2 separate regions of the Gossypium hirsutum genome follow, and region 2 is linked to region 1. A link is a contact called in public Hi-C data. All regions are on one chromosome and are shown on one strand. Each heading gives the region's core, a stretch centred on a gene start, on an enhancer-like site or on the middle of the called end of the contact. The rest is flanking DNA. Distances are from core to core; before and after follow the strand shown. Region 1 holds the start of LOC107938978 (cyclin-dependent kinase inhibitor 3). Region 2 has its middle 4.1 kb from the start of LOC107938976.

Region 1 (3,307 bases), core at 221-2,720:
GGACAGACTGTAGCACATCGTTCAAGTCCTTTGTTAAGCTACACGGTGTGCTTTCTCTCGTGCTCCTGCATGAAAAAGAAGTACAAGTTTTAGACATTAATTAACTAAAATTCACTTAATTACAAAAACCAAGACTAAAATTCCAATTAAAATGGAACAAAATGTTCATGTAATGCAGTGACCAATTTGTCACTTATTACTGCTACACAGAGAATCCCACATTCATGTCTGAAACTAGGCCCCGTGAATATGATATATCCATATCTAACACATAAGTTACTCGTTTTCGACACATATTTAGATATGAATAATGAGATATAATATTTGATATAAAGACGTCACTTGGATCAGAGTTCGAGTAACATAAAGCTACCAAAAAATGGCAGCTTGCCGCCTAGTATTGCCAATTTTTTTTGTCATTTCATTTTTTCTCTTTGTACAATGTACTTACCAATTTCCCATTTAGACCCTAAACCTACGCACCTAATTTTTTTTTTTCAATTGAGAATCAAAAACTTATCAATGTCTCAACAATTATTAAAAAAAAATTCATAAATCAAAAGCAAAAACCAAAGAACAAACATTTAATATTTAAATCTTTTTTGCTAATAATATGCTAAATTTTTTTCATGATAATGGAAGCAACCCGATACAACAGAGAAAGCCCTAATCCTATGCAACAGAGTGGGAAAAAAAACCTTTGAAAGCTTATGTAAGCTAAAAAAATGAGGAGTTTTTCAATAAAAAATAAACTTTTTTTAATGGCTAAAGAAGAAGAAGAAAAACCAGACCTGTCTCTGAGTTCAAAATCCATAGCTTGTTCTGTTCCACAACAAATCCCTACTTCAAGAACAATTTCCCTATTCCCAAAACACCCTTTACTTTTCTTTCCACCATTCTTTCCTTCCTCTTCTTCTCTGAACCCACTTTCTTTCTCTTCTTGTCTCTGTTTCGTTTTACTAGAAACAGGGGAAGCCAGCTTTTCCAACCTACGGTTCCTCAGTTGAAGATAAGACAAGGAAGAAACATCTTGGTTCGAACCAACAACTTGGGTGACTTGAGTTGTTTTTGAAAGCCTTTGTAAAGCTAGAGTTTTAGCAGCTCTGGTTCGAGACCCCATTGTTGAACGATGAGAAACTTCCATTACTGCTACGTCTCCTGTTATCTTAGACTTCTTCATTGAAACTTTACACCCCCCCCCAAAGACACTTTTGTGTTTTTTGGCCCTGTTTTCAGTGAGAAAAAAAAACAGTTTATGATTGTTAGCAAAAGGGGGCTTTCTTCTTTAAACAGAGGAGGGAAAATGGAGGGACCAAATTTTTGTAGCCTGATAGTGAAAGGAGGAAGAAGGAGAGAGAGAGAGAGAGAGAGGGAGAAAATATTTAGGATTTTGGGGGGTTTAGGGGAGAGCCGCTGCCATTTTTATTTTCTCAATCAATGGTATTTGGATTGGCTAAACTGGCGGCCCCATTGGCCTTTTCAGATATTCTTTTATATAATTATATTTTTTTTTTTGGAAATGGAAATATTAATTTTGGTATTTTAAAAGATATGACATTATTTATTAAAATTTTAGTGTTAAATAGATTTGTATGATTTGATGATTATAAATTTTGAATTTTAAAGATTATCCATGCTAAATAGTTTTTTTTTTCATAATCAGTATCTTTGTTTACACAAATTTTTTTTTGAATTATAGATAGGGTTAAGAAAATCAAGGGGAAGTAAAAAATTATGTATAGAAGTTGATATAAAATAAAAAATTTGAAGGCAAAGGGGAAATTTTGTAATTAAAATTGATTTAAATTGAAATTTTAAGAGTTGATTTAAAAAAGGTTAAAAAAATTAAATTAAATTATTTATATTAGAGAGCTCCTAAAAATATAATTATACATTCAATTAATGGAGGCTCAATTACACCTGTTAAGATGTTATTCGAGGAAGGTGAAATGAGCTTGGATACTTTAAAGGTTCTTGCAAGAGGAATGTGACTTTAATGTATTGAAACTTGAAATCCAAAATGCTTTCCGATTATTAATTTAATGCAGTGATGTTATAATTGAGAAAACAAGAACTAGAGATAATGACGAAGAAGATGAAGGAGAAAGAACCCCTAATATATTCTTTGTCCCAAGCTTTCCCTTATTATTTACATTGTGAGTTGATTTTATATCGAGGGTGTCTTTAAATTAGTGTTTATTTTTAATGTGTTATGTTTATTTTTTTTTGTCTTACACTATAATATCATTGCCGTAATTAATTCTATCGCCACTGTTATTTTTACACTAACCACATGTAAACATATTATTCATGCAAAAAAAACCCTAAATTTGATTTACACCATTAATGCTTAATAAGTAGTCTTATGTCCTCATGATATAACAAATTTTATATATTTTTCGACATAATTTCTTATGGATTTATTTGAGTAAATTATGCATAGAAATATAAAATAAAAATATTTATTTTAGAACATAAAGTAAAAATCTTGCGGGTAGGGTTTCAATGTGAAAATGAAAAGCTCCAACTTTGCAACTAGGGAAGACATTTTTCTTTGCCTTTTAGTGCTTGTTTTGTGGTTGGTATTTTAGTATAGAAAAGAACAACTTTAGGTTCAAAGCAATCTACAAATGTAAGTTCTTTTGTTTTTGGTTATTACTTTATTTTCATAGTAGTTGTTGGACTCACCATGTTAATGGGATTTTTTTAAAATTTCTTATTATATTAACGGTCGAAGATAGTATTTTCTTAATGGACCTAAATAAAATAAAATAAAAAATCTTGGAGGGATTACAACATGAATTTTGTATTAAAAAAGTTAAATTAAGTTATAAGCTTTTTAAAAAGGACTAAAAGAGTAATTAACCCGCCAATAAGACATTGGTATTATCGTGGCTTTTGAATGTATTAGATGATGAATTGGTTAGTAAAGATTATTCATGAACCGTTGAAGACGTGGTAGTTGCAGGAAGGGTAAAGGATGCAATGAGGAACCAATTTGTGCTTCGGATTACCCTTTGATTTGGTCATCTGTTTTTGTTATTTTCCTACCCCATTTGAGTAAAGGGGCTGTGGTGATAAATATATTTTTTTGGTCTTCTGTTAAGGCTGAATATATGTATATGGTTTTCGTCACTTGTGAGCTCAAGTGGCTGAAGGCCTTGTTATTGAGTTTAGGTACTCATCATCCTAAAGCTATTTCTTTATTTTGTGATAGTCATTCTGTATTAAATATTGCACAAAATTTTGTATTTCACGAGTGTACTAAATACATTGAAGTGAATTGTCACTTTGTTAGAGATGCAAT
Region 2 (3,152 bases), core at 246-2,745, 43 kb before region 1:
CCCAAATATATAGGTATACACTTAAATGTACATGATTATATTGAGAACACGTGTTTTTAATATTATGTGAAATAATATATAGAATACAATATTAAAATATTTACATAATATACATATTAAAAATAACTAATAATAATATTCCATAAATATATATAAAACACATACGCATATATGTACATAATACAATATACACCACTACATATATTAAATATAGTAAATATAACAAGAATATAAAAATTATAATTAATAATAATAATTAACAGAAAATAAAAAACAAATAATTTGAAAATAAAACCGTAATCTAACAAAAAGGACTAAATCGAGCTCAAAACAAAATTTTTAGGGCGAAATTTGAAATAAAATAAGCCACGGGACCGAATTGCAACATGCATGAAACATGGGGGGACTGAAACAGCAATATTTTCGCTCTATCAAAACGCAACACATTAACAGGGATTAGATCGCTAATCAGTTTAAATCTTAGGGCCGATTTATAAATAAATATAGACCTGATTTAAACAACAAAAAATGCGGAAGGACCGATTGCACAAATATCCCATTGAGTTGAAAACACGTGGATCCTGAAGCAGGTTTGGGTCGAATCGGGTCGGGCCAAGTAAAACGACGTCGTTTTTTAGTCTAAGTTTGAGCCCCAAAACGGTGCCGTTTTGGTGGGCTATAAATAGCCTAAAAATCTGAAAAAAAAAACATTTGGAGAGGGTAAAGAAAAAAAAATGAGGGAGAGGGGAGCACGGGGCGATTTCCGGTGGGGGGAAGGGGCACCGGTCCGTCTCCGGACCTTCGCATGCGCCGGCACCAGCCACCGTACAGGTGGCCGGAAAGGTAAAAAATTCTACTTTTTTTTTTATTTTTTTTTTGTATTCTTTTTTTTTGTACTATATTTTATGTTTATATTAAATAAAAAATAAAGAAATGTGTATATATATATGTATGCAAAAATCGAAAGAAATAAAGAGCAAAAAAATGCAACCTTTTCGTTTACTCCTCGTTTGTTTGAACAACCACTATTGTCAGTTTATTGAAGTCTATAAATTCCTTTCGATGTTTACAAAGAATAAAGAAAGAAAGGGAAAGGAACCCTCATTTCAGTTTTCTATTAAGCTTTTATAGCCTATTTTGTTACATACTTTATTATTATTTTTGCTATTCTTGCTTCTGCTTTGCTTGTCTGTTGTTTTTGCAGGGCATGGCCGGTGCTAGTGGTGGGAGTGTCAGACGGTATGGGCAGTGCCAGGTCTCGGGCAGAGGCATGCCTAGCATGCGGCTGAAGAGGGGCTAGGGTTTTTTCTTTGCTGGAAAATGTTTAGTGGTGGTGGGCTAGGGTTAGTGGGTTAGTTTAGGTGGGCTGTTAGTTTAGATTGGGTTTGATGATGTTGGGCTGATGAAATTGGGGTGGGTATTAGGTTGGATTGGGTTGTAGTGGGCCATTCGGGTTTGGGTTAGATATTGGGTTGTTTTGTATTGGGTTTTAAGGGGTTTAGGTAATTGAGTTGTATTTGGGCCAAAATTGACCTACAACACTCATATTTTTAAGCTATGGACTTCTTTGATCTTGGACTTGATTTAGCGATAGCAACGGGCGACATGGGGGAGATTTTCTTTTATTGAACAAACCATGCCTATAAACAGATACCTTATTAGCTACAAGCTCTCTTCAGACTGAATTGTTGTCATTAATTTTCTGTCTCCATAAGAGGGAGAAGACTTTATTTTCATTTTCACCTATGCCTTGTGCTTCTGTGACGCAGTTGCACTAATTGCTGCTGGTCTTGGTACGAGTGTCAAAAACCAGTGCATGAGGTGCTTTGCAGCAGAGAGACGAGCTCTCCGATGTGGAAAATTTAACGAATGAAATCAATCATGTGGAAAATATATATTTGTGATTTGAATGGGATTAGACTTCTAAAGACTTCTAAGTCATTTTACCTTGTGTGAAATTTTAACAAAAAAAATAAGCTAAAACAAAATGGTTTATCATGCATTTTCAAAAAATATATAATATTTAATAAATGTAATATTTTAATTTTATTTACTTATATTATTTAAAATTTTGATTTAATTAGTATCATTCATCAATCTATGACAGTCTTAATTTAGTTATGCAATTATTAAAATCTCTCACTTTTATAAAATAAAAAAATTAATGAGGATTTTTTTATTTTAATTTATATAAAATTAAAGAAAAAACCATCAAAGCACTAATTTAAAGTAGCTTACCTTGAGCTATCCTCACTACTAAAAATATATATTCCCCATTTCCAAATAAAATTTGCGATCCCAACTCTAATTTATTCTACTCCAATTCTTTCGCTTTGAATTATAATTTAAAAAAAATACAAATGAAGTGAATAAAAAAATAAAAATATTAAACTTTGAGTTAAAAACTAATAATTACAATTCTTCCTTTGGTAGAATTTCCAGGAAACAAGAAGGAAAGTTAGGGTGTTTTGGTGGTGAACACAGATTTTAATTATGTAGGCAATTCCCGTTTTCTAAACGTGTAAACTCAAGGGAAGTGACTTTTGTGTAGGATGCTTATTTTCCTCAATTACGGCTATTTTCGTTGCTTGACTTGCTGTAACGATAGCAATGTGGGAGATGAGTAAAGGCAGTTTTTTATTATTTAAAAGACTATATATGCCAATAAGCAATAGAACTTAGACTTTCAATTGTAGGTAGTTTTAAAGGGTTCAAGTAGATATGATCACAACTTTTTTTTTTCAATTATATTTTGGTCTAAACTATCTTAATTTGGGGTTTGGTATGCTAAGGGTGCAACGATGGATGATCACCTTAAAATACTGTTGAGGTTTGATTTTTTTAAAAAAAATATTTATTTTTAGGCTAAAAAAATAGTTAAAATAGTTAAAATTATTTTATTAGACACAAAGAATACCAACAAAAATAAAGGTAATTATTTATTAAAAAATCACTAATTAAATCAATGTAAATCATATGAAGCTTTCGTGATTTGAATGGAATCACAATTCTAATTTTAATTATATAATTCTTTCTTCTTAAATTACAAAAATAAAAAATAATAATAATAAACTTTGAGTTATAAAACTTAACGAGAAATGACAGCTATATGCTTCTCCATTTGTAGTTTCCAGGAAATGATTCCCCGCATG

The links. Hi-C and Micro-C count contacts between places; a contact is called where the count stands out from the background.
Region 2: a contact with region 1 is called in a Hi-C map of leaf, with 2.1 times the contacts expected there. The contact joins the enhancer-like site here to the promoter of LOC107938978 in region 1. A contact is called at or near these places in 13 of 34 Hi-C or Micro-C datasets (anther, callus, fibers and 3 more).

What each region holds. Positions count from the first base shown.
Region 1 is chrA08:120,329,237-120,332,543 of Gossypium_hirsutum_v2.1, reverse strand. LOC107938978 (cyclin-dependent kinase inhibitor 3) reads right to left here and starts at 1,470. Exons shown (of 3, transcript XM_016872256.2): 1 at 792-1,470; 2 at 1-65. The coding sequence starts at 1,180.
Region 2 is chrA08:120,372,249-120,375,400 of Gossypium_hirsutum_v2.1, reverse strand. No RefSeq gene overlaps it. Among protein-coding and RNA genes, the nearest start is that of LOC107938976, 4.1 kb to the right of the region's middle. Within about 2 kb of position 1,495, at least 3 of the 9 cell types and tissues checked have an H3K27ac peak or open chromatin away from gene starts, as enhancers often do. A contact at or near this core is called in leaf, where this site is marked.